2 separate regions of the Mus musculus genome follow, and region 1 is linked to region 2. The links are chromatin contacts, called in public HiChIP or PLAC-seq maps. All regions are on one chromosome and are shown on one strand. Each heading gives the region's core, a stretch centred on a gene start, on an enhancer-like site or on the middle of the called end of the contact. The rest is flanking DNA. Distances are from core to core; before and after follow the strand shown. Region 1 holds the start of Nodal (nodal). Region 2 overlaps Pald1 (phosphatase domain containing, paladin 1).

Region 1 (3,035 bases), core at 329-2,828, 66 kb after region 2:
GTTCGAGGCTAGCCTGGGCTACACAAGACCCTGTTTAGGGTGGGGTGGGGAGCTTAAGACTAGACTACGGTATTGAATGGGAGGGCAGAATAAGCCAACTGGTAGTTCATCAGGATAGTCAGGGTGCCTGCAACCTCAGGCTCCTTTCAGCTGTTTAGAGCAGTTCCTACAGGATCACGCAGGTCTGCGGGCCCTGTGTGTCTCCCTCTGCTTCCAGCACCTGCTCATCCCGCAACTTGTGAGAGCGCCCAAGTGGGTAAAGTACCCAGCACATAGTAGGTGTTCAGTAAATGTTAGGCAGCTGCTAATGTGCTAGTTGGAGGCTTGAAGGGGGCAGGGTGGGGGTGGGGAGTAACTAAGAGAAAACTAGTCATGGAGGAGGAAAACATGGGGGCGGACTTTGGGACAGGAATTTACATTTCTTTAAAGGTAATTTCTATCCCGCCTTCCCTTTTGAAAACACAAAGGCTAGGATCTTTCCATCCTGCAAATTCTCTTCTCAATGGCTCCCTTCCTAAGAACTCAATCATTTATGCAGCGTGAAAGAATGACCACCCCTTGCCCTACCACCCCTTACCCTAAGCCTTACGCGTATGGCATATTTGTTACATTGAATTTCCTCATAAACAAGAAATATGACTGAGGACAGTTACTTTGAGAAAAACCAAAGACATTTAATTCTGTCTTGGGCAGACAAAGTCAGCAGGTCTGGAGAGTGACTGAGATGTCCCAGGGCTCTGCCCCGCAGGCAGGAGATGCAGCCAGCAAACCTCCAGCTTTTCTTTTCCACCTTCAAAAACTCCCATAGCAAGCAGGTAAGGACCTGTCACCCTCAAACCACCAAGAATCAAGATTCCCTATAGCTGGGCCTTCAGCTTCCAGTAATTATTCCCCTTGCTCCCCAGGAGGGCACTTTGGTATTTGAAGCTGGCATTTGTCACCAAGAACAAGGTCCCTAGAGCTCATCTTTTGTTTTGTTTTGTTTTGTTTTGTTTTTCGAGACAGGGTTTCTCTGTGTAGCCCTGGCTGTCCTGGAATTCACTCTGTAGACCAGGCTGACCTCGAACTCAGAAATTCACCTGTTGGGCTGGTGAGATGGCTCAGTGGGTAAGAGCACCCGACTGCTCTTCCGAAGGTCTGGAGTTCAAATCCCAGCAACCACATGGTGGCTCACAACCATCCGTAACGAGATCTGGCGCCCTCTTCTGGAGTGTCTGAAGACAGCTACAGTGTACTTACATATAATAAATAAATAAATCTTAAAAAAAAAGAAATTCACCTGTCTCTGCCTCCCGAGTGCTGGGATTAAAGGTGTGCGCCACCATACCCGGCTAATCTTTGTTCTTTCAAATTCTCAATAACCCCTAGTTACCTAGGGGCCTTGCCAATGAAGGATGTAGCTCAGGCTAGCCTGGTGCTACCCAGAAGAGAGGACTGGCCCCTAGCCCAGCACTCCCTACCTGTTTTTGGATGAACTGGAGAGGACCGCGAGGGGTCCAGAAGAGGCAGAGTAAGGAAGCCATTATTGTGGTTCTGGGGTTGAAGCCAGCCAGGGCTCCAACACACCTCTAGCTCATCAAGCTTCACTCGGAGCAAGCCTTAGCCCGCTGTCTCAGCAGGGAGACTTCCCGAGGTAGAGGGGCAAGGTGCGGGGCGGTTTAGACTCAGAGTCTGTATGCACCCCTAACTCCCCCCCCCCCCCCCCGCCACAATTTCTCTGTAGTCTTTCTCAGCACATCACACCTCCCCTCAGCAGGGGCTCCCCTGCCCTGCCCCTCCAGGGTGGTTATAAGTTCTTAACCTATAGGTTATAGGCCTCTCCGGAGGGAGGGAGGGAAAGGGGCGGGGCGGCGGCGGCTCAGATATAAGGGACCCTGGTGTTGTTTGCGGGTCCAAACAGCCCACCATGAGTGCCCACAGCCTCCGCATCCTTCTTCTTCAAGCCTGTTGGGCTCTACTCCACCCGCGCGCCCCGACCGCGGCCGCTTTGCCTCTGTGGACACGGGGGCAGCCCTCGTCACCGTCCCCTCTGGCGTACATGTTGAGCCTCTACCGAGACCCGCTGCCTCGGGCGGACATCATCCGCAGCCTCCAGGCGCAAGGTAGGCTGCAAGCCTGGCCTCGCCAGCACTTAAGGGCTCACGGCCGGGAGGCGCGCGATGGTTGCAGCGGGGACTGAGCATCAAGAATCGTCCAGAGACTGGGATTAATTGTTTCTCCGTGGGCAGGCTCAGCACAGCGCTAGTGGCGCGATCGGAATGGAACCAGGGGCCACCGCCTTTCCGGTCGGTCCTACCTCTAATGGTAGAGGGTAAAAAGGGTAGGGCGTGGGCCGGATTGCGCCACTGAGCACCTGCGAGTCTCAGTTTGCCCATCTGTAGTTTAGAAATCGTAAGACCTTTTTGATAGACTTATAGAAGGGACTAGGTGACAACGCCCCATCTCCCCCAGAAACGCTCTGCCCAGAACCGGGCGTAAAATAAAACAAGTCGTTACTGGTTTTATCCCGGTTGCAGCAAGTGACACCAGGAACTAGGGCTCAAAGATCCGAAATTAGAGATCGGGTGTAGAAAGTCCAGAACTCAGGCAACTCTCGTGGTTGGGCGGTGTCAGGTGTCCTTGGTGACCAACAGGCTCGGAACCTACTTGGATCGAGGTGTTCGTGTGTGTGTGTGTGTGTGTGTGTGTGTGTGTGTGTGTGTGTGTGTGTGTGTGTGTGTGTGTGTTTGACCCAGCGACCTGAGTGATGCTCACCAGAGTAGGCCGACAGGTGGGTGCCCAGGAGAGGGAGTTCGGACTCAGGACTACCTTCCTGGGCGCAATCAACATCTCGCCTCTTGGGCAGCTTGGCCAGCCCGCTCCTCTGTCCTCTGGGGCCAGACGGCCCTCCGCGGGACCCGGACGCAATCCACATCTTCTAATCCGGTCTGACCCGCCGCCCGCCGGCCCTCACGACCTGGAGGCGGAGTCCCTAGTCCCCTGCCTGCAGCGTCTGGGCTGTGACTGCCGGTGACCCTCTCTTGAAGGGTCATCTG
Region 2 (2,831 bases), core at 27-2,526:
TGGTGGACTACGCATCACCCAGGCAGAATCGTTCTGGTCTAGGCCCACAATACCCAGCACAGAGTCCTGGCTAAATCAGTTGCCTGATACAAAGACCAGCTAAAAAAAAAGACTGAGCTAGCCCATCATGTGGCAGTCTCTGGAGTTGGGAAGTAGCGCCCTAGTCACCTCTCAGTCCCTCTGAGGCTCTCAAGAACAGAGTTTAGCAGAGGCTTCAGACCTTAGGCAGCTCTCAACAAGACAATGCAATATGCACTCTCCAGTTTCTGTTCTGAAGTTCCAGGCCTCATCCAAGCCACACTTCCCCTCCCCAGCCCAAAGTGAACCGCCCCAGAGCCTCGGAGTCACCTCTTGCCATGAAAGGCCAGCCTCCTTGGGAAGCTCACCTTGAGTCCGTCCGTCTGGAGTTTCTGCAGGACCCTCCTGAACCCCAAGAGGCTGGGCTGTCCCATGCCAAACACAGGGAGGCCTCCCCGCACCTGCCGGAAGTTGGGAGCCCCACAGCTCTTCAAGGTGCCCAGTATGTCCATCTTCTCGGTGATGTCACGCACCAAGAAATAGCGACCCTGGGAGAGAGAGCCACAGCAGGTCAATCAGGGTTTCTCCTCAGACAGAACTACACCCTGGGCTCTAGGGAACAGGGAGGCAGGAACGGAGGCAGGGCTGGAGACACGGTTCCGCCCTCAACTTGCTTGTAGATTCATGGAACTGTGATGGGCAACACTGTTCGGTTCAGGAGAACCAGAGAAAGATGGGGCCAGCCAGGCCTTGAAGAGAGCAGATATTGGAAGTGAAACCAAAGCCAGGCTCTTTGAGAGAAGGTCATGTCTAGATTGAGATAGAAGATAATTAGGCAAGCTCCTTAGCCCCACCTGTAGGGGGTTGGTCTGGCGCTGCTCACCCAGCCTCTGTTATGTAAATCTTGCTCATTGTTAATTGGTCAATAAAAGCCTGTGATTGGGCAATAGAGAGAGGCAGGCGGGTTTTCAGTTACTTGGCTGAGAATCACAGGTAGAGAAGGAGGAGAAGAAAGGACAGGGAGGAGAGAGGAAGAAGCCACCAAGAGAGGCAACAGCACGTGGTCAGGAGAAATGGCAACAGGGACATATGGCTGGGATATAAGTTAGAACAGCTCCAAACCTGCCCAATCTAGCCTTACCGTTGGTAAATAAAATACCTGGATTGTGTGTCTTTTATCCGAGCTCTCTAGTCCCAAGGACTCTCCTTTTATACCCACTAGTCCCAAGGACTCCAGACTTGGGTGAAATGACACACAGTTACCACAGGAGGTGGAGTGGAGATCAGAATACTGGCTGGTCAAGAGTTCACTCCTGGGCAAACCAGAATCCCGGGGAATCAATCCCTGTGACCCTTGTCTGACAGACAAGGAGTGAGACCTGTACTCCCAGAGAAGCCAGGAATCCCCACAATGACTGTCACATAGTCAGTCAGTCATCCAAAGCCTTGCCATTGCTGCATGGCCCTCACCACCATTCATGGGACAACAGGAGCAAGCAACAGCAGGTCTGTGAACTTTTTACCCACCCCCTAGGAGACGCTGGCCACTTTTAGAGTCTAAAACATCGATTCTCAACCTGTGGGTCACAACCCCTTTGTCAAATCTCTATCTCTGAATAGATTTATATTACGGTTCATAACCACAGCAAAATTACTGTTATAAAGTAGCAACAAAAATAATTTTATGATGGCGGGGGTCGGTCACCATGACATGAGGAACTGTCGTAAAGAATTTGCAGCATTGGGAAGGTTGAGAACCAGTGCTCTTAAAGAGACGGAGAATACTAGAGAGGGCAGGGATGGAGAGCAGGAGCTAGAATCTAGGGTCAGGACCCCTAAGGGATTGGGGAGCATGGGATATATGGGGCCTGGCTCTGCTGACACATAAATCATGGTGGCCCAGCCTCTGCATCCCTGAAACCCATTTTTCTATCTAACTCAATTTTCATATCTATCTGCAAACCTTTCCTGCAAAGAATTGAAAGCAAACACATCCTGCTTTGTTGGACAGGTCATGCAGGCTCTGTTATAGCCTGGCGGTTCTGCCATCGAAGCACTAGGTATCAGCAGGTGATGTCCAAGTGGAAGCACCTAACAGTGAACCAATAAAACTTTATTTATATCAACAGGTGGTGGGCCAGATCTGACCTGCAGTGTGTAATAAGCTGGTGCCTCAACTGGATGGCCTGTACGGTCCTTTCCCACCTCACACACTCTGGAATCCAAGGGTGGTTAAGAAGAACTGAGGAGCTGGGGACATGGCTCAGTGTAGAATGCTTGCCTAGCATATGAAAAATACCCTGCAGTCCAAAGAAGGATGGAGAGACAAAGATAGAGTGGGAAAAGATGGAAGTGGAGGAGAGGCAGAGAAGTGTGGGGTGGGGTGGGAGTGGGGCTGCTCTCACCTGCACCAGGTAGTGCTCGGGGGTGGCATCCGAGAGCCGGCCCATCCTGTAATGGGCCTTGAGCAGCTCATCGTGGATCTGGAACTCCTCCTTGCAGTTGTACCTGCAGAGTGAAAACTGGAGTCAGACAACCTCTGTTGGTCCCTTACACCGTCACCAGAACACACAGCAAAGCCACCTCACCCCAACCCATGTAGCTGCCTCTTCATCCTCATACCCAGAACACCAGAGCTGACACTGATACCTGGGCTATTCCACTGAAAACTACATTTCCCATCTCCCATGCTGCTAGCACATTTCTCAGCCTCCCTTGCAGCTAACACATTTCCCAGCCTCCCTTGCAGCAAGCAGCGGTCCTGTTATTATGCTCTAGCCAATGATATGAGAGGGAGTGAGGAGGGGCAAATT

The links. HiChIP or PLAC-seq counts read pairs in DNA pulled down with a chosen protein or histone mark.
Region 1: a contact with region 2 is called in an H3K27ac HiChIP or PLAC-seq map of embryonic stem cells, with 13 read pairs. The contact joins the promoter of Nodal here to the enhancer-like site in region 2. A contact is called at or near these places in 9 of 39 promoter capture datasets (the 3T3-L1 cell line, the C10 cell line, cranial neural crest and 4 more), 5 of 15 datasets of contacts at CTCF or cohesin (embryonic stem cells and pro-B cells), 123 of 484 Hi-C or Micro-C datasets (the 3T3-L1 cell line, 8-cell embryo, the AML12 cell line and 70 more), 22 of 115 datasets of contacts at active chromatin or transcription factors (the HPC-7 cell line, astrocytes, bone marrow-derived dendritic cells and 8 more) and 4 of 9 other capture datasets (adipose tissue, embryonic stem cells, liver and 1 more).

Annotation. Positions count from the first base shown.
Region 1 is chr10:61,416,394-61,419,428 of GRCm38.p6, forward strand. It overlaps Nodal (nodal), which reads left to right and starts at 1,579. Exons shown (of 3, transcript NM_013611.5): 1 at 1,579-2,102. The coding sequence starts at 1,907.
Region 2 is chr10:61,350,510-61,353,340 of GRCm38.p6, forward strand. Pald1 (phosphatase domain containing, paladin 1) reads right to left here. Exons shown (of 20, transcript NM_013753.2): 3 at 2,424-2,526; 4 at 387-566. Among named protein-coding and RNA genes, the nearest start is that of Pald1, 32 kb to the right of the region's middle. Within about 2 kb of position 1,277, at least 7 of the 459 cell types and tissues checked have an H3K27ac peak or open chromatin away from gene starts, as enhancers often do. A contact at or near this core is called in differentiating embryonic stem cells, embryonic stem cells, extraembryonic ectoderm and 1 more, where this site is marked.